Linked DNA regions of Acanthopagrus latus: region 2 is linked to region 1. The links are chromatin contacts, called in public Hi-C maps. All regions are on one chromosome and are shown on one strand. The core of a region is the stretch at or near the end of the contact, and the rest is flanking DNA. Distances in the headings are between cores, read along the strand shown.

Region 1 (3,717 bases), core at 466-2,965:
AGGGAGCAGGACTGTGGATTACAGTCACAGGACAGGTCTCCACGTGGAGGAGTAATCACCTCCTTCCTCTACATGAATCGCTCCCTCACACCACACCATAACAGGCTTAATCTACGAAATGGCCGCCCAGTGGCTCACCTGGTGGAGTGCGTGCCGTGTCTTCAGGCCCGGTCTTCGCCCTGGTTGACTGATTTTGAATCCGGCATGGGGGACTTTGCGGCGGCATGGTGTCCACTTTCTTTCTCTCTCCTTCTGTTGCTATCAGAGTGGAGCATCAATATCAGCAATAATAACAATAATAATCTTTTTTTTATTTTAAAAGAAGAGTTTTGACAGTTTAGATGGAGCAGGAGCCACGCTGAGAACAAATGTGAAGGTGGACAGGAGACAGAAAAAAGAAAATATCAGACAAAACAGCTGATACCTTCAACAACAGTCAACCTGGCAGAGTGATAGGAGATCCCAATAGAATTTCCCGCCAAGCAGGTGTACTCCCCAGCGTCATCAAGAGACACATTTCTCAGGTGGAGGACTTCCATTTCCTTGTCTGTGGTGTCAAGGCCGGAGGTCTAGAAAATAAGAAATGAAGCAGACCCGACAAGAGGCCCAAGAGGGGAAACAAATCAAAATGCAGCTTTAGACACAGTACTGGGTATCTAAGAAAAACTGCTTGTAACCGGCTTGTTGCAGCAGGATTGGTCACAAGAAGCTCCTACCTTCAGGACACGAATATACGGTGTTCCATCAGGACCAACTGAGCTCCCGTTGACCTTGATGTGCTTCAGCCACTGGATGTGAGCCTGAGGGTTGCTGATCACCTTGCACTTAAACTCCACATCGCTGCCCACCACTGCGGTGCGATCAGCTGGCAGGCCGGCCTGCAGGATCGGCCTGTGAGGAGAGCGCTCTGCAACACAAACAAAATATACACAAAGGTTAGCTGAGACATTACTGGAAGCAGAAAAGCAAACATGCAAAGACAAACATGTGCAATAGTTCAAAAGTACACACATCTGACAACTAAACCTACAAACACTGAAGGTTCTGTTGCTGAATATGGCAAATATTAGATCTCATGCCATGTTTCAGAAATAGGATTAGTCTTAAAGCCATCTTACCTTTGTCAGAGTTGGCGGACCGACATTGGGTCTTTAAAACTTGGGCGAATAAAGCCAGAAACAGAAGCAGTCTTGGTCTCATCAGCATCCTGCTGAAGGAGCTACAACTTTTGGTTTCTCTAAAACTGGAAATTCATTCAGGCCCCTGAGCCGTCAGCAGCGGGTCACTCACAGCGCTTAGCCAGAGACGAGCAGAAAGAAAAAAGACAAATGAATGCATGATCACGTGAGCAAACCACGTGCCTTCAATGGGCTGTTAAGAGTCAATTCCATTTGTAAAAAATATAGACAGATTTTACAAATGTGTTCTATAGTAAAACAGGTGGTCGAAGTTCAGATCTGAAATAACATCTTGTTGATATAAGAGCCAGGATTCTTTAAATATCTAAATATCTCCAGTTAAATGAGTTAAAGTGAAGCTAAACGAAGGAGTGAGGGATAATAAAGACACCAGCTCACCTCGCTGGGCTCTGAGAAGACTCTTGAACTCAGGCTGGAGGCAGAAAAACTTCAGGAAAAAATAAACAGTAAATCCAGATATAATCGTGTGGAAGCTGACTCACTGAGAGCAAAATCAAACTGAAGCTTTACACTGAAAATATGCACAACCTCCGGACCTGTGCCATGACAACTTCCACTCTTTGCTTACAAAATAAGAGCCAACATGAACAACACTCATAACTTTACAAGACCTCTGTTGTTCAGTAGTCAACAGACAGGGTAGAAGCCATCAGCTTAATACTGATTCTAACTTAAATAAATAATTAAAGTACATCTCAGGTAATGTCGAACTGTTGTAGTTCTTTTATGACCAATGTGTGTTTACCGCACGAGACACTACATGGTTTTTCTCCCCTTGAACAGTTCGAACAGCTCATGGTGAAACCAAGATCTTCAGCGTGAGAAGACACAATTTATATTTACAGGTGGATGTTATCCCTACAAATACTATGAGTATATTGGTTTAAAACTAATATCAAAAATGGTTGAAAGACAGAAAGTCATGTTCTTTATATTCTTATGCTGTATGTTCATGTGTATACAAGCCCAGGAACATCAGAAGACATTTATTGTACACACTGACTTCAAGTGGTTTCCGTGCTGGCTTTTCCTTTGTGTCCGTGTCAGCAGGGGGAGCTGTTGCTTTAAAAGTTGTTTTTTTTCCAGGATATTGTGTGAATCAGCTGGCAGCTCACACACAGTGACCTCCTTCCATCCTCCCAGCACACTGATGGGACACTGCACAGGCTCAGTGCTGGAGAGGGAGAGAGGGGGAAGGATGGGTGTAGCTGCTACAGCTTTAGTTGAAAATTTAGGTTTTTATTAAGGCCAAATTTTACTCCATGCAAGTAGAAGCCACAGGGAGGATTTGAACCTCTGGTCTCAGTGTCTGCAGGAGGCATGTACTTCACCAGGAGAGCTGTTCACACACCGTGTTGTAGTCATCCAACGTTCATCAAGTCGGCTGCAGGTTTGACACAGACTGGTTTTGGATTGGCTGCCGGTATCGTGGCATATATCACTCACATAAAGCCCGGCTTTAGCACAGCTACCTTGAGCCGGGTTGATCTCACACACTCGGGGAAAACAACACTGACCTTTAGACAAGTCTTCTCCTGCCGGTTTCTTTCCCCCACAAGAGCCAGCGGAGTAAACAGCGGGAGCTGTGGGGTCGTGGCTTTATGATGCTCTGCACCGCTTGACATTTGCATTCGAGGCGTCTAAGCTGGCTGCTGATCTTATTCAGACTGATTGACAATACGTGCAATTAGATTAAAGACTACATGTTGGTTTCACCAGACAATAGTGAGGGCTGTGTGTAGCAGTATGGTGCCTGATCGTCTTCCTCTGCTGTACTGATGATATGATATATGACTGCTGCTGTATGCTGTTTAAAGCTGCAGGCTTCAATGTCATGGGAGGCGGCGTTGGACTATTAAGAATATAGAGAGTCTAAAGAGCCAGAGAAAGAGAGAGAGAGTTCCATGTCTTCTCCACGAGAAAGATGTCAGAGCTTTCGCCTGTGGGAAGCACAAGTATAATGAGCAACCAGACCACAGTTCAATGTGCAGCCTTGAGAACTGCAGGGATGCTCTTATTCCACGCCTCGGAAAATATCCAGAGGCCTCGAGATGCCAGTTCACAGCTTTACTGTGGCATTTTGTAAAAACCTACCGCCTAAACAAGCTCTCACTGTGTGCATCATACTGATTAGCTCCAGGTTAGACTTTGTAATAAAAAGGCAACTCACTGGTGAGGTATCTTACTTTGAAACGTACACCGATGGGAGAGAAAAACATATTTAATCTTTCAGAAATGTGACATCTTTTATGCAGGAGCTTACGTTTTAGGTCGACCTCGGAGAGTAATATTGACATGTACGTGTGTCAGTTGTAGTCGGACTCCTGTTGTGTAAGGCTCCTGTGGTTGTGATGCTGAAGTGTTTTGGACTGAAGCCACAGAAAAACGATGATTGATCCTTGTGCCAGGATGGGAAATTCTCTGTGTGTATGCAGCTAAAACTACTTTAGTCCAGTGTAAAAACTGATTATATTACAGCTGCACGAGTCAGAATTTTTATCTTAACAATAAATCAAAT
Region 2 (3,717 bases), core at 406-2,905, 300 kb after region 1:
TAAACTGTGAAACATGCAACAACTATTTCTTGTCCGTCCACCCTGAGCGTTGGATCCCTCCTCTGTGGCTCTTCCATCTGTTTTTATCCCCTGTTGAAAGGTTTTTTTCTCAGCATGACAAGTTTTCCTCAGTGGAATCGAGGGTCTGAGGACAGAAGACGTCGTTCACTGTACAGTTTGTGATTTGATTTGATTTTGGATTTGTTCATGAAATGTAAGTGGTGTTGCTCCAGGACCATCATTTCAAATTAAGAGACATTTGGACCTTATTTTAGTTATGGAAAACAAGAAAAAAAAATTCTAAGTTTGTGTTATTACCTCATTAATACTGTAAATATTAAATATATTCTGGGGTTTAATCTCTTCTCCAAAACTACATAATGCCCCTTTAAATAAAAACAGGTAAATTTTGCTGTATGACATCATTATCATATCCAAAGTCATTCATAAAAAAATATCAGTCGCAGATCTTTCTCGTCTGATTAAAGTGACAACGATGAACCTTTAAGTGCTTATGAAACAGTCTCATGAGTCCTCTGATGATTCTTAACGAGCTGTAAGAGCAAACGAGACCATCAGTGATCAGTCTGCTGCTTATTATTAACACCTGAGCTCAGGTCCAATCACATTTATCAGGTATAAATAAATTACCTCATTGCGATCCATCCCACAGTCTCTCTGTCACTCACTTCCAAAACAAATGCTAACAAAGTTCTTAACTTTCCTCGTGGTCACGTTAAAAATTTCTTCCCCAAAACTACGCAGTGCACCTTTAAAATACTGATTACATTTCAACAATAATTCTGTTATATTAATACACTGGAAGAACAAAGAGGAACCCTATCTTTACTTGTTGGTAAAGGTGCACTTGACACGACGTCATACTGTTTTACTTTGTTTACATGTGGCGGACCCTGCCACCTTTAAATTAAAGGAGCACTGTGTAGTTTTAATAAGAAGTGATCGATCTCCATTGGCTGATGTTTTTTTCTGTCTAAACAAACTCTTTTTGTTTTCAAACTGAATAAACAAACTGACCTTAGTTTGTTTACATGTGGCGGACCCTGCCACCCTTCTAGATTCAAACACTGTTCTGGGACCTTATTTTCCTCTGACAGCAGCTCGTTTGTTCACTTATGTGTCATGACTCTAGATTCCCTCGACCTCGTGACATTATGGAACAAATAAATATCTCTGAGTTTGTATTCGTACCTCAGTGATATTGTGAATGTTAAAATTCTGAGTTTGATTTTCATATTTCTGACACATCTGTTTCTACGCACTTGTTGTATTGGAGCAATAACTTAAAGGTGCACTCTGTATTTTTTGTGGGGGAAGAAATTTTAATGAGTTAGGATGGATGGAGGTGCCATAAAAGTCAAATTAAATGTGTCGCTTTATTTTTGGGGAACCAAGAATCAAGATATGTGTCAGATTAAACACTAAACAGTGAATACTTTTGATTCATTAGTGAGATGTCTCTACTTCTCCTTATGTGGCATTCAGGGACCTTTACTTGTCTGTCTGAGCTGTAAAACTTCCTCCACCAATCCTGTGCGTTTCCTCATGACTGCAGGATGAACGGTGGCTGTGGGGAGACACGCTCTAGCCCCGCCCACCACTGATAAACGTCATTAAGAGCAAGACGTCACACCTGTGCTGCTGAACATTGGAGGTAGACGCGCCGAGACTTACAGTCAGGACGGAACCGGGGGAAGTCTGGATTCTGGACTTTTATTTACAGATGACAGCATGAGAGGGACCCGAAACTATGAGGTGAGCGTGTGTTTCTGAAGTTAGTCTGCCGGCGGGACTCGACCGCATTTCCTGAAAGTGAGAAAACTATTGATTAATCTCTCGGTGAGTGTTTTGTCACTGGCAGGCCCGCCTCACTGTCAGCGGCTCTCTGGTGATAAGTGAGTGTTAATCATGGACACACACTGCCGGAAAATAATCAAGTTAATCACAAGTTTCATCTGAAGGGAAATAAGATCGAGTCTGCTGTTTTACAAACCTCCCCGTGAAATCTCACATTAGTGTGTGTGTGTGTGTGTGTGTGTGTGTGGTGTGAAATTCCTCATACACTGTTCAAAACTTCATTCAAACTCATTCCGACTCAACTCTAAGCCGGGTGTCTTCCTCCTATGTTGCGCCAGTATCTGTTCAAAAATGTGCCGATTTAAAGACTTTCACGTGTATGAAATTCTTGGGAAATCATATTTTTATAATTGCCAGTAATCTCTCCTCAATACGGCCGTTCGACTTTTTTCGGATTTGCCTGGTAAACGCAGTGGTGCCTCCTGTTGACAACACACCTGGCGAGCGATGGCGGCTGTGAACTGGCCAACAAGTTTGAATTTTATCTAAATGAAGTGACATTTTGTGGATTATACACAAGCCGATTTAAAGACTGGCTCCTAAACATTCAGAACATGTTTAATTATCCTAATTAAGGTATCGTGTGTATTCCTGCATCCTTAAACCATCTAGAATCCAACGTTTTTTGAATGGAGTTCTGTATGATCTTTTCCCCTCTATGCCAGAGAGGATCTATCAAGACTTATTTCTATTTTTTAAATAGTCTTAAAAGTATTTTAAGGATGTCACTATGATATAGAAGTGAAGGCAGGGCAGTGAATGGCACACGCTGGTGACTTGTCTGAGCATGTGATTTTTCTAGAAAGGTAGGCCAGCAGGTATTGCGAAATAAAGGGTGTGGAAGACAATCTGGTATGCACGGTTGCCTTATCAAGTTATTCCTTTAAACCTGTATTTTGGACACATCCTGTTTGTTTCGCTCACATGAATCAGTGTAAGTTCTTGCAGGACCTGAAGGTTTAGGATGGCTGTTCTTGCATCACTTCGCTCTGCAGCCGTCCCTCCATCAGGCTGTTTTCTGCTCTGTAGGTTGAGTGAGCACATCTGAAGGAAATCCCCTTCTCCACTGTATTCACCTGCTCAGTTTATCAGCCTGTGAGCTGATAGGGAGTGGCAGCCACGGTCTTATGAAGCATTGCATCATCTTGAATATCTCTGTAGAACGCGGAATGACTCGACTTTTTATTTGTCTGCGGTATTAAAACTTTCTGATAAGTAAGCTCCTCTGTAAACAATTTGCTTCCTGTGAGCGGAACTGATGTCATGCGGAGGAGTGTTGACTGCCGTAAAGAGAGAAAAGGCCATAAAATACTGAACAGTAACGCGAATGATTTGAAACGCACTACATCAATACAGATATTGGGGATATTGATAGATTGGCTGACGTGCACACATTTTTTGGAATGATAACGTTTAAAGTGGTGACTGTCAAACACTCAGGATTAACTCTGAATCAACTGAATGACTGTTTTACTTCCTTTATATGTGGCGGACCCTGCCACCTTTCTAACTTCACACAGTGTTCTGGGGCCTTATTTTCCTCTGAGACCAGCTTGTTTATTTATTTTTTAAATTTCTTATTCACTTAAGGAAACATTAAATGTTTCTGAGACGGTTAAATATTTCTTCTCCAAAACTCCAGTGTCTCTTTTAATCATCTGGTCCATCTTTATTTGATTTATTATGGTTTAATAATGTCAATAAAATGTATAAGGCTGTTCCTAATTTTTGCTTTTAAAGTTTCTTTAATTGTTTTTATTATTTTAACTGTTGCTAATTCATCTGTTGTCAGTCCACTGATTGAAAAGCAGCTCTGAGTATAATTACTGTTGTATTTCT

What was found. A called contact is a pair of places that touch in the nucleus more often than the background predicts.
Region 2: a contact with region 1 is called in a Hi-C map of liver, with 2.7 times the contacts expected there. The contact joins the promoter of hdr here to the promoter of LOC119019745 in region 1. A contact is called at or near these places in 3 of 4 Hi-C or Micro-C datasets (liver and muscle).

What each region holds. Positions count from the first base shown.
Region 1 is chr5:28,656,246-28,659,962 of fAcaLat1.1, forward strand. It overlaps LOC119019745 (fibroblast growth factor receptor 1-like), which reads right to left and starts at 1,716. Exons shown (of 8, transcript XM_037098588.1): 1 at 1,578-1,716; 2 at 1,119-1,294; 3 at 717-907; 4 at 425-569; 5 at 139-252. The coding sequence starts at 1,206. LOC119019634 (a long non-coding RNA gene) reads right to left here. Exons shown (of 6, transcript XR_005075113.1): 6 at 3,686-3,717.
Region 2 is chr5:28,952,523-28,956,239 of fAcaLat1.1, forward strand. It overlaps hdr (hematopoietic death receptor), which reads left to right and starts at 1,656. Exons shown (of 10, transcript XM_037097683.1): 1 at 1,656-1,776. The coding sequence starts at 1,753.